Regions from separate parts of the Sus scrofa genome. Here region 2 is linked to region 1. The links are chromatin contacts, called in public Hi-C maps. All regions are on one chromosome and are shown on one strand. Each heading gives the region's core, a stretch centred on a gene start, on an enhancer-like site or on the middle of the called end of the contact. The rest is flanking DNA. Distances are from core to core; before and after follow the strand shown.

Region 1 (5,166 bases), core at 1,029-3,528:
ACACACAGGTTATGAAATGCTCATCTCACAACAGTACTGGACCTGTATATAGTGGTTACTGGTCTGTGATGTAATGAGAAAAATAAGATGGTCCAGTTAACTATATGCAAAATTAAAATTCATCAATCTAGAGGACAGCTTTTTGCTCTGAGATAAGGTTCTTTCCCCCTTTTCCTGTGCTAAAATAGTCCTGTTTGCATAAAAAAAATAATTGATGGGGTAATTCAATTTGTTTTAACATCCCCATGCAGTAAAATCATGCAAGGCTTGATTTTTTAATCATCGATTCAATCTAAAGGTCAAGGAGATTCTGCTATAAATCCCTTATTTGCTGACCTCCTTTCCATGCGCACTGCCACCACCCAGCTCAGGGTTTTATTATCTTTTTTTCTTGATAATCGCAACCACCTCCTCGCCCTTGTGTTGGTCCTACGGCTTTGCTCTTTTCCAAATACCCTGCATCCAGACCACAGTCAGCGGAAACTTCGGAAACCTCTGTCTTGGTCACCCTCCTTCTCAACACCCCCTAACACCCAGCTCCATGGCAATCGCTCTTGTCCACTGAGATTCCAAACGCAGCACTTGACACCCCCTTGTTCAGCTGACCGAGGCACCCTCTAGTTCACTGCGTCGTCTTATTTTTTATTTTTTTCTTGGCGTTCGCCCCATCAGCAATCCTCTCATGTATGGGTTTACATGCTTACTCTCTGTCTCCTTCCCACACTTAGGCTCGATTAGGCACTTGTGGCCAGAAATTTGATTTGTGTTCACTACTGATCCCAGGATATACATCTTCTAAAATTGTTTAAAGAAAAAACAAAAAAGCAATGTAAATGGTGAAAAAAGAAAAGAATGAATGGCCAAAAAAGAAGGAATGAAATCTCTCCCAACACCTCTCCTTAGGTCAGTGGTTCCCTGTTGGGGACAGCTTTGCTCCCAGGGTCAGATGCTACATGTTTCTTCCTTACTTGGCAGCAAAGGGAAACTTAGCTGAGTAGGTAGGAAAACCAATAATAACACACACACTCTCTTCATGACTGTCCACGTTAGGGGACAAAATGGTGTCATCTGGGGCTCATGGCCATGGAGAAATGGACACACCGGTCTCCCCCACCAGGAGTTGGTAGAAGTTAGCTAAGTGGTGAGTAAAAAATATGCAAAAATGGTGAATGTGAACAGGACAGTCCAAGATGAGGCTGTTACTCTGGAAAACCATCAGCCCTTCAGCTAAGAACTCATAATGAATCAATTGTCAGTTCAGCCCAACGATTTGTGAATGGAATGCTTTCCAGTGAATGAATGAATGCAGTTCCATAATGTACAAAGTCTGACTCAAAATGGGCCGAGAGATGGAACATGATCTGACGGATCAATTACTGCACATGTTTTCCCTCCTGTCAACCACAGTCATTTGTTTTTACTCCATCACCCAGACATTAGCAAGCCACAGCCAATTGTAGGAGAAACCCTGTCATTTGTAATGTGACTAGATAATTGTCCATCGGCTGTTTTCCACACAGAGAAGCATTTTTGACCTGAGGACTAAAGTCTTCGGGCCAGTGAAGACCTTTTACTCGAACTTTCTGCCAGTAGGAAGACTCTCATGGCTCTGCACCGTGAAGTCCTGGAATTCAGAAGGTCTACCAAAGTCTTCAGTTTCCTTCTGATGTCTTTTTGCAGGCTATGCCACATTCACTAAGAAACAGACTTAGAAGAAATACAATTGACACTTTCTGAAAGGGACACCCCGGGTGCATTTAGGTAATGTGTTTCTGGCCTCTCAAGTCTTACAATGAGAAAAATTTGTTGTTATTTTGTGGTGCTGTCTCTCTGCTATTAGATACATCGCCGCTTTTTTTTGGTCCCTTTTTATCCCACCTTCCATGGAGCTGGCAGAACTACTGACCCTTAACTAGGAACGAGGCATATAGGGAAGAATTCGTGTTAATAGTTTCCTCTACTATATGCAGATTCTGTTTACAGAGTAGATTTTATTTCACCAAAGGTCTCCAGCAGTTTTACCATAGCCTCATTTTCAATAGAGAGCTCAATACAATGATTAGACCTTCCAGAAATAAGAAAAGGATGCAGAGAAATTGCCCTAATATCCTTCATACATTTTGTACCCTTAAAATTAGCTTGCAGTCTGTCCTGACTTTTTGTCAAACCAGAAGCCTAAATGTAAAACAGTTCCAGTTATAGTAAAGGATTACTGGTCTGGGTCAAGGCGGCGTCATGTCATCTAAACTCCTGCCGCTAGAGGGAGTCAAACCCAGCAATCCGCAACCCAAGGCCCCGGCAGAGAGCAAGGTTGCCTCTTTTACCTTTCTCTTTAAACAAATGATTCTCAGCTCAGTTGCCCCAGAAAAACACCAGCATCTGGTGTGCTCTGTTTATTCTGAGGTTACTATTTCTAAAAATAGTTTTCTGAAAAATTGCCCTCGCCGGCTGGGAAGCACACAGCAGAGTGGTGAGCCCTGAGTGGGAGGTACTCCTGCCTCAGGGACGCTGGAGGCTGGGAGTGTGGGACAAGAAAGCGCTAAACACACACACACACACACACACACACACACACACACACACACACAACACACACACACAAAACTGATTGACATGCAGAAAACTGCAGATGGCCATGAGGAGTGAGGGTGGTAAGCCAGAGCCACCAGGCCTGGTAGAAGCAGAAAGTCAGCCTGGAGATGTGAACACCCCTGCTGAGCCCCCAGAGATGAGGAAACAATTTGAGGCTGTGGTGCCCCTCACAGGGGGCAAAGTGGGGGCAGGGGGAGGGGGCAGCTCTGGACCAGAGGTTTGCTTCAGCCAGGTGGTGGCAGAGGATGGGGGTCTTGCCAACCTCTGCTGGTCTTCCAGACAGCAGAAGGGAGTGTGTGTGTGTGTGTGTGTGTGTGTGTCCACAGAACATGCTAGAAGGTGATGAGAGGAGAAAGTCAAAATTTTAGAGGTTCTTTCCTTTTTCCTTGCCCAAGTTTTCTCCCTAGCCAATCTTCCAATTCCATCATTTTTAGAATCATTTTTATTTTTTTATAGATTCCACTCTAACCCCCCCGGAGACCTAGAGTGAAGAACTTCACTCCAGCAATCCCACTCCTGGGCATCTATCCAGAGAAAACCATGACTTGAAAAGACACATGTACTCCAATGTTCATTGCAACACTATGTGCAATAGCCAACACCTAGAAACAACCTAAATGTCCATCAGCAGAGGAGTGGATCAAGAAGATATGGTACATATACACAATGGAATATTACTCAGCCATTAAAAGGAATGAAATACTGGCATTTTTAGCAACATGGATGGACCTAGAAATTATAAAGCTAAGTGAAATCAGTCAGACAATGAGACACCAACATCAAATGCTATCACGTACATAGTGGAATCTAAAAAAAGGACACAATGAACTTCTTTGCAGAACAGATACTGACTCACAGACTTTGAAAAACTAATGGTTTCCAAAGGAGACAGGTTGGGGGGTGGGGAAATATGCTGGTGGTTTGGGATGGAAATGCTATAAAATTTGGCTGTGATGATCATTGTACAACTATAAATGTAATAAATTAATTGAGTAATATAAAATAAAAAAAAATTTTAAATCAAGAAAAAAAAAGAACTTCACTAGTAGAACTCCTGTCTCTCGGAAGGGTATTGGGGGGAATATTCCAGGTACCCCAGGAGGGAGCTGTGTGCTTCTCCCTCTCCGATTCCCTGCCCTGCACCCAGCTGCTCCAGCTTTCCTCTCCTGTCTCTCATCACCACGTTGCCCTTGTCCAGAGAGTCAACCTTGACTGGCCTTCAGTGGTTGGGGGACAAGTGGCTGCAGCCAGGTCCTGGTGGTGCCACACAGGACGTGGGAGAACCTGATGCACAGACCACACTCTGTAGAGGATCCAGCTGCTTCCCTGGCCCTCACACCCCAGGGCACGTGGGAAGCAGGGTCTCCAGGTCTCCAGGGCAGGTTGCTGAGGACGGGGCTTCTCTGTGTTACCCTGATGACCTCATAGAAGGACTTCGTCTCCTCGGACCCTGGGGAAATCCTCTATCTGAGCTTTCAGTGTTACTGCCGAAACGTACAGTGTCTGAGTCTCTGCCTTAAGGCAGAAAGAATACCAGCTTGGGTAGCAAGGCATTCTGGCTTCCAGTGCCTGCTCTGTCCAGAGCCAACTCTGATTTCAGATAAGCCATCACCCTCCTCCGGGCTTCCATTCCGTTACCTGGAAAATGAGACTATTCAGTGAGACTTTCTGTGAGATCTTTTTTCTGGCTCAACAGGTCCCTGATTTCAGCCAGTTGCATGCCGAGTCTCTGACCACACCTAGCCCACTGCCTCCACCCGAAGTCGGCAAGGGAGAGGTCTTGGGGCGAAGTGCCTGCCAACCCCAGGGTACGCGGCCGCACCGCGTGGGAGGAAGCAAATTTAGAAGGAAACAAGCTTCATTTGTTCTGCCTGATATGGTTATCTCTGCGGAGCTTGTGCCCAGGCAAGCGAGCTGAGGGCGAGGAGGAAGGGGAGGGGGCACGCCGTCAAATGTCAGGTGTTGAGCAAAGACTTTGAAGTCTGACAATGGAGACTTCCGGTAACTTTTGTCTCTACTTTTGCAAAAAGGAGGGAGGGAGAGGGGAGAAAAAGATGGGGGAGACAGAAAGAGAGAGAGAGTGAGACAGAGAAGATAAAAATGAATCACAATATGAGGCAACCATCAGGTAGGTTTCATACAAAGTTTAGGCAAATATTATCTAAATTACGTGTCATCTGGGACTTTCTTCTTGGACCATCTTTCAGGGATCCCTGCCTATCATTCTGAATTAGCCCTGAACTTCAAGCCATCTTGACACGTCCATGTGATCATGAACTTGTCTGCATGCTGAGAAGCATGAATGGGCCAAGTGGCTGAGAATCATGGCCCGGGTAAGACCGGCACATTCCTGCAGGGAGAGAAACAGAAGCACACAGGAAGGGATGGACAGCCCTCAAAGCAGCAGGGCGAAGTGTGACACGGGGCTATTATTTATACGGGTCACACACACATACCCATAGGTAGAAAATACATCTCTGAGCCACGGTGGTCTAGAAAGTGTTCACAAGTGACATGGAAATGGATTGCTGAAGTCAGCGTGAGTTTCTGTATCCAGACAGGTGTGTTTTGAAA
Region 2 (5,166 bases), core at 1,186-3,685, 350 kb after region 1:
GAGCGGAGGGAGGTCACCATGACCTTGGGAAGCACTGGTGGGTCAGCTTGGACCAGGCTCGGGGTCAGGCCTTCCTGATGGCTCTGCAGAGAATAGCATGGGTTCCACAGGTGCCCCCGACTCTGCATACTCCTGAACAGCAGCCGCTGTCACCACCCGATGCCATGACATGGAGGTCCTGCCCTGAAGCACGGCACAGCCTTCACTCAGTGTGGTTAAAGAAGTGGGTCTGGGTAGGAATCTATTACTCACCCCTCCCGAGCCTACGCTCCTGAGAACAGGGCATAGTTCTGTACCTCCTAGTGCCTTGTATACAGTAGGCACTCTAATGAGCAGGTGCTGACTGAGTCTCATGGATTCTCTCTCTGGAAGGAGAGGCGAGGAAATAAAGAACAGGATACAAGTGGGAGGGAGTTGCGCTGAGTCCTTCCAAAAGCGGATCCACCAGACCCTTTACTCTTCGCCCTGCTCAGCATCCTTAGAGGGGTCCCATCTGGCCCCAGCCCCAGCTCACTACAGGCCACCGTGGTCCCTTTCCCCTCCGGCTTCCACTTTCTTCTAATACTCTGTTCTCATAATTCTTTTCATCCTGCATTCCAAATTACCTGGTCTCCACCGAGGACCCAAGCATTAAACACCATGATCCACCAGACCCCACTCCTGCTGACCACAGGTTAGAGGTATAAGACCCTGGCTTTCTTTGACCAGGAAGGCACAACAGATTCGGGGTGGGATAAGAACTAAGAGGGGAAAGGTGTAAATGTCCTCCTGATTTTTTTTTTTTTTCTTTTTAAGGGTTGAATGGGAGCTGCAGCTGCCAGCCTCCACCACAGCTACGGCAATGCATGATCCAAGCCACGTCTGCGACCTACATGACAGCTCATGGCAACACCAGATCTTTAACCCACTGAGTGAGGCTAGGGATTGAACCTGCATCCTTATGGATACTAGTTGGGTTCGTGACCCAGTGAGCCACAATGGGAACTCCCTTCCTCATCTTTCTTCTGATGCTTAACTGTGGGAGCGTTTTCTGATGAAGCTGTTTTGCACTTAGCGACCACCCTGAGGATCACATGCTCGTCTTTCCATTTCTGTGCAGAAAGGTCAAGGGCTCATGAGGTGTTGGGAGACCCAATCTGGGGCCCAGGTCCTTGTAGCCCTGAAGTCGCCGTGCAGGTGCTAAGGGGCAGGACAAAAAAAAAAAAAAAAGGCCCAGGCTTTGGGGTCAGAGAGACCTGAGCAGGAACAAGACCTTTGCCAACGGTGTGACCTTGGAAAGGAATTTAAACTCAATAGGTTGAAACTCAACTAAGCATCAACTGATCTCATGTGAAAATGCAAAAAACAGCATCTAACCACCGGGGTGGGTGTGATACTTCAGGGAGATAGCAAACAGAAGGTGCCTGGTCGTCGTCTAGGCATGGAAGATATTTGATAAGGCAAAAATCAGCACATCAATCGTTCTTTTTTTTTTTTTTTTTTTTTGGTACAGTGCCAGGTACCAGAGGCAGCTCAGCAGAGATTTCAAAGATAATTTTATTAGCTACCTAGAAAGGGAAAAGAGGGAGAGGAAGACAAAGAGGAAAAGGAAGAATTAGGAGCAGTTAGGGAGTTCCCACCGTGGCTCAATGGTGAATGCACCTGACTAGTATCCATGAGGACACGAGTTTGATCCCTGGCTTGCTCAGTGGGTTAAAGATCTGGCATTGCTGTGAGCTGTGGTGTAGGTTGGAGACGCACCTCGGATCCCGAGTTGCTGTGGCTCTAGCATAGGGCCGGCTACAGCTCCGACCCCTAGCCTGGGAACCTCCATACAACCCATGTGGCCCTAAAAAGACAAAAGACCAAAAAAAAAAGAAAGAAAGAAAGGAATTAAGAGCAGTTAGCAGTCTATCTGGGTTGAAACAGTAAGGATGGTAGTGGGCCAGCAGCTTTGTGGTGGAAGGTGGAAATTGGGAGCCCCAAGGTGAGGCTGTAAAGTGTGTGTCTGAAAAAGGGGGAGCATCTCTGTGGGGGATGGGCTCACAGCCTGAAAACCGAGGTGGGTCTTTATCACCGAGCAAGAATCCAGCAAGCAAAGGAAAGGGCATTTCAGGCAGAAGGGAATCACAAGTGCCCAGTGAGATGGCTGGTCTGGGGTGGCCTGCATTGTGCAGAGCAGGGGGGAAGCCATGGGAAATGGGACAGAGAAGGCTGGCAGGGCTGCCCTGTGAGGGGCCCAGCTTGCTGAAGCCATGGGCTTTGATCCAAGACTTCAGAGGTTTCCAGCAGGGGGATGGCGGAGACCGGGCCAGATCTGCTTCCGAAAGATGGCTCAGGTGGGGAGCGTGGGGTCCCAGGGGGAGGGTAAGTGGGAGCAGAGAGAGGTGGCGGCCTCTCCAAATAGGAAAGACACCGCAGGTCCATGGCTACGTGTGGTCAAGGAGGACAACCCTCAAAGGCAAAGGTGGGCCCCAGACTCCTGCAGTTTCCAAGGCCACTTGGGTTTCTTGGGTGTCTGTTTCTCCTGCCCACCTATCTCTGCCTGCCAGCTGCTTTCTAATCCCAGAAATAAAGGTGAATAATCCAAAGGAAAAGGCCCCCAAACCAATGGGAATATTTATTTTAAGTAGACTGACGTCTGTAGGAAAGAGAAAAAAAAAATCTACCAGGTCTTGAATGGGGAAGCCATGACATTCGCACGGCCAGGCCATTGTGTAAAGAGAAAAATTCCTCAAGATTGTGTTTGTCCAAGAAATCAGACAGTTTACGGTCCTTGAGTCAAAACACTCAAAGATTGGAAGCCAGAGTTTCCTGGGCTGAACCCAGTTACTAAATAAAATGAAAAGGAAAGAGCAATTAGATGCTGTGGATTGTTGTGAGGCGGGTGGGGTTGGTTCCAAGGCTTGAATCCAGCAGATGCAACCCAAGAAATTCACATTTGCTAGGCCCCCTCCCCAACCCAACTGGTGCTGCTGGTGCTGCCCCTGAGCCACAGTGAGACCTTCTGGGTCTGGAGAGGCCCTGGGGCCCCGTGGAGGCTGTGAGCCTGGCCAGGTCTTACACGTCAGCCAGGCTCATGGCAGAGATCAAAAGAAATTCACCATCTTCCTGCTATTTTGAGTAACAGTTTTCTCTAGTGTCCTGCAAAGAATGCCCCCCAGGAAGAGGGCCTGCCCTCTTCCATCCTTCCTGAAATGTTGGGAGGGCCAGGGGTGGGGAATGTGGTCACCTACGGGGGAAGGAGATTAACCAGGAAAGAAAAATGGGGACCGAGAGAGCAGGATGACAGACGGCTGCCCCATAAAAATCCAAGGCTGTGCCCCCCTTTCGTGTCCCCTGGGCCTGCACACCCATGAGCTCAGGGGCCACTAGTAGACACAGGCTGTGAGGAGAGAACTCTCTGTAGCATGAACCCCCTCCCCAGGCTGAACCCTAAAAGAAGAGAGGGACCAGGATGAGGACAGAGAGCCACTTGACACTGTAACACCCCTTCCCCACTCCCAGTCACTGGCCACGAGCTGTTTGTCATCAGGAAGATTCCAGCTGCCTCCTGCCTGAGGATCAAAAAACAGCAGCCCTCCTGGCCTGGCTCTCTGGGTTTGGGGTTGCCCAGTGACCCTGGATGCTCCCCTGATGGCCCCCGCATGACCACAGCTCGGTGGCTTTCAGAGGGCCTGCTTTCTGGATTGGGGTCACCGATGGAGCCACAGGCATTCGCCGCCTGAAGGTTCACCAGGATGAAGTTGTAAGGGTTGCATTTGACCAGCGCTCCGGAATTGAGGATAAGGTATAGCTGGACGTTCCAAGCAATGACAGATTCAGAAGGAGGCGTGAAATTTCCTCCTAAAGGTGAGGAGCACAAACATTTCATAAACAAATGAAAGAGGAAAAACTGCAGCCGAAGCCTGTCAACTATAAACTGTACCGCTGTTTGTTTCAAAAAAGCAGATGATTTTTTTTTTTTTTTTTTTTTTGGTCTTTTTAGCTATTTCTTGGGCCGCTCCTGCGGCATATGGAAGTTCCCAGGCTAGGGGTTGAATCAGAGCTGCAGCCACCGGCCTACGCCAGAGCCACAGCAAAGCAGGATCCGAGCCACATTTGCAACCTACACCACAGCTCACGGCAACGCCGGATCCTTAACCCACTGAGCAAGGCCAGGGATCGAACCCTCAACCTCATGGTTCCTAGTCGGATTCGTTAACCACTGCGCCACGACGGGAACTCCCTCAAAAAAGCAGATGAATTTGACTTGCTTTTTAGAAAGTAAAGGGCTAGACTTTTTTTGCCCTCTAAAGTCCTTTTTAAAGAGGGCTCCATTTCTGCGACTGCCCCTTCCAAGAACAGGATTCCGTGTTTTCTGAGGGCAAGTCTGATTCTCTGTGTCCCTGAGGAGTGTTTAATGGTCACCGACACCGCAGGGCAGAAAACAGAAGGGGCTGCCAGACCTCACTGAGGCCATCAAGGGCTGGGGTGGGGGTGGGGGCGGTTTCATTCATTCCTATTCAGCTCCCGGCTCCACCTTTCTTGGTGGAGCCCTGCTGATGCGGGCCGGTGTGGAGAGCAGGGTCACTCTAAAGGATGTAGACAGCCTGGATCTGAACATGGCTCAATTCACTGAGGTGGTCTCCGAACCCCAACCCCCCCCCGCCCCCCGCATAACTGCTCAGGACCAGGCTCCCCCCAGAGGGACAGCGCCTTGTGCCTTCTGTGTCTTGGTCCCTGACCCTTCTCCTTCCGCTTCCCAACCCACAATTTTTTTCAGCAAAGGAACTGTAAACTAGAATCACCCAAAGAAAGACATTGGGGATACGTTCTCCATCCCATATGGAAGCGTTTGCTTTTTGTAGAGCGAAAGAAGTCTGGCCAGAGCTGCAGGAGATGGACGTGAACATGAAGCCAAGAAGGCTGGGACCAGAATGGGGGTCCAGGGAAACCCACCTTCTGAATGTCCCCAGACTCCACCAGATTGGCCCTGATGGTTCTGCTGGAAGTGAGGGCCTTCGGATAAAGGGGAACTTTGTTGGATGAGAGGAGGCATGAGTTGGAGGCGGGGCAGAGGGAGACGGAGCCAAAAGATCTTATCAGCACAGTCCTGGGAGGTCCTGCGAAAAGGGAGGAGAGAGAGCCAGCCAATGAAGGGAGTCCATCCTCAGTTCAGATCTGGTCTTTGAAAGACCCCTGGAC

What was found. A called contact is a pair of places that touch in the nucleus more often than the background predicts.
Region 2: a contact with region 1 is called in a Hi-C map of retroperitoneal adipose tissue, with 5 times the contacts expected there. The contact joins two enhancer-like sites. A contact is called at or near these places in 5 of 5 promoter capture datasets (fetal liver, fetal skeletal muscle, liver and 1 more), 29 of 47 Hi-C or Micro-C datasets (adipose tissue, alveolar macrophages, blood and 16 more) and 1 of 2 datasets of contacts at active chromatin or transcription factors (skeletal muscle).

The regions. Positions count from the first base shown.
Region 1 is chr9:55,200,108-55,205,273 of Sscrofa11.1, forward strand. No RefSeq gene overlaps it. Among named protein-coding and RNA genes, the nearest start is that of ETS1, 310 kb to the right of the region's middle. Within about 2 kb of position 2,279, at least 25 of the 83 cell types and tissues checked have an H3K27ac peak or open chromatin away from gene starts, as enhancers often do. A contact at or near this core is called in adipose tissue and retroperitoneal adipose tissue, where this site is marked.
Region 2 is chr9:55,553,541-55,558,706 of Sscrofa11.1, forward strand. No RefSeq gene overlaps it. Among named protein-coding and RNA genes, the nearest start is that of ETS1, 44 kb to the left of the region's middle. Within about 2 kb of position 2,436, at least 12 of the 83 cell types and tissues checked have an H3K27ac peak or open chromatin away from gene starts, as enhancers often do. A contact at or near this core is called in adipose tissue and retroperitoneal adipose tissue, where this site is marked.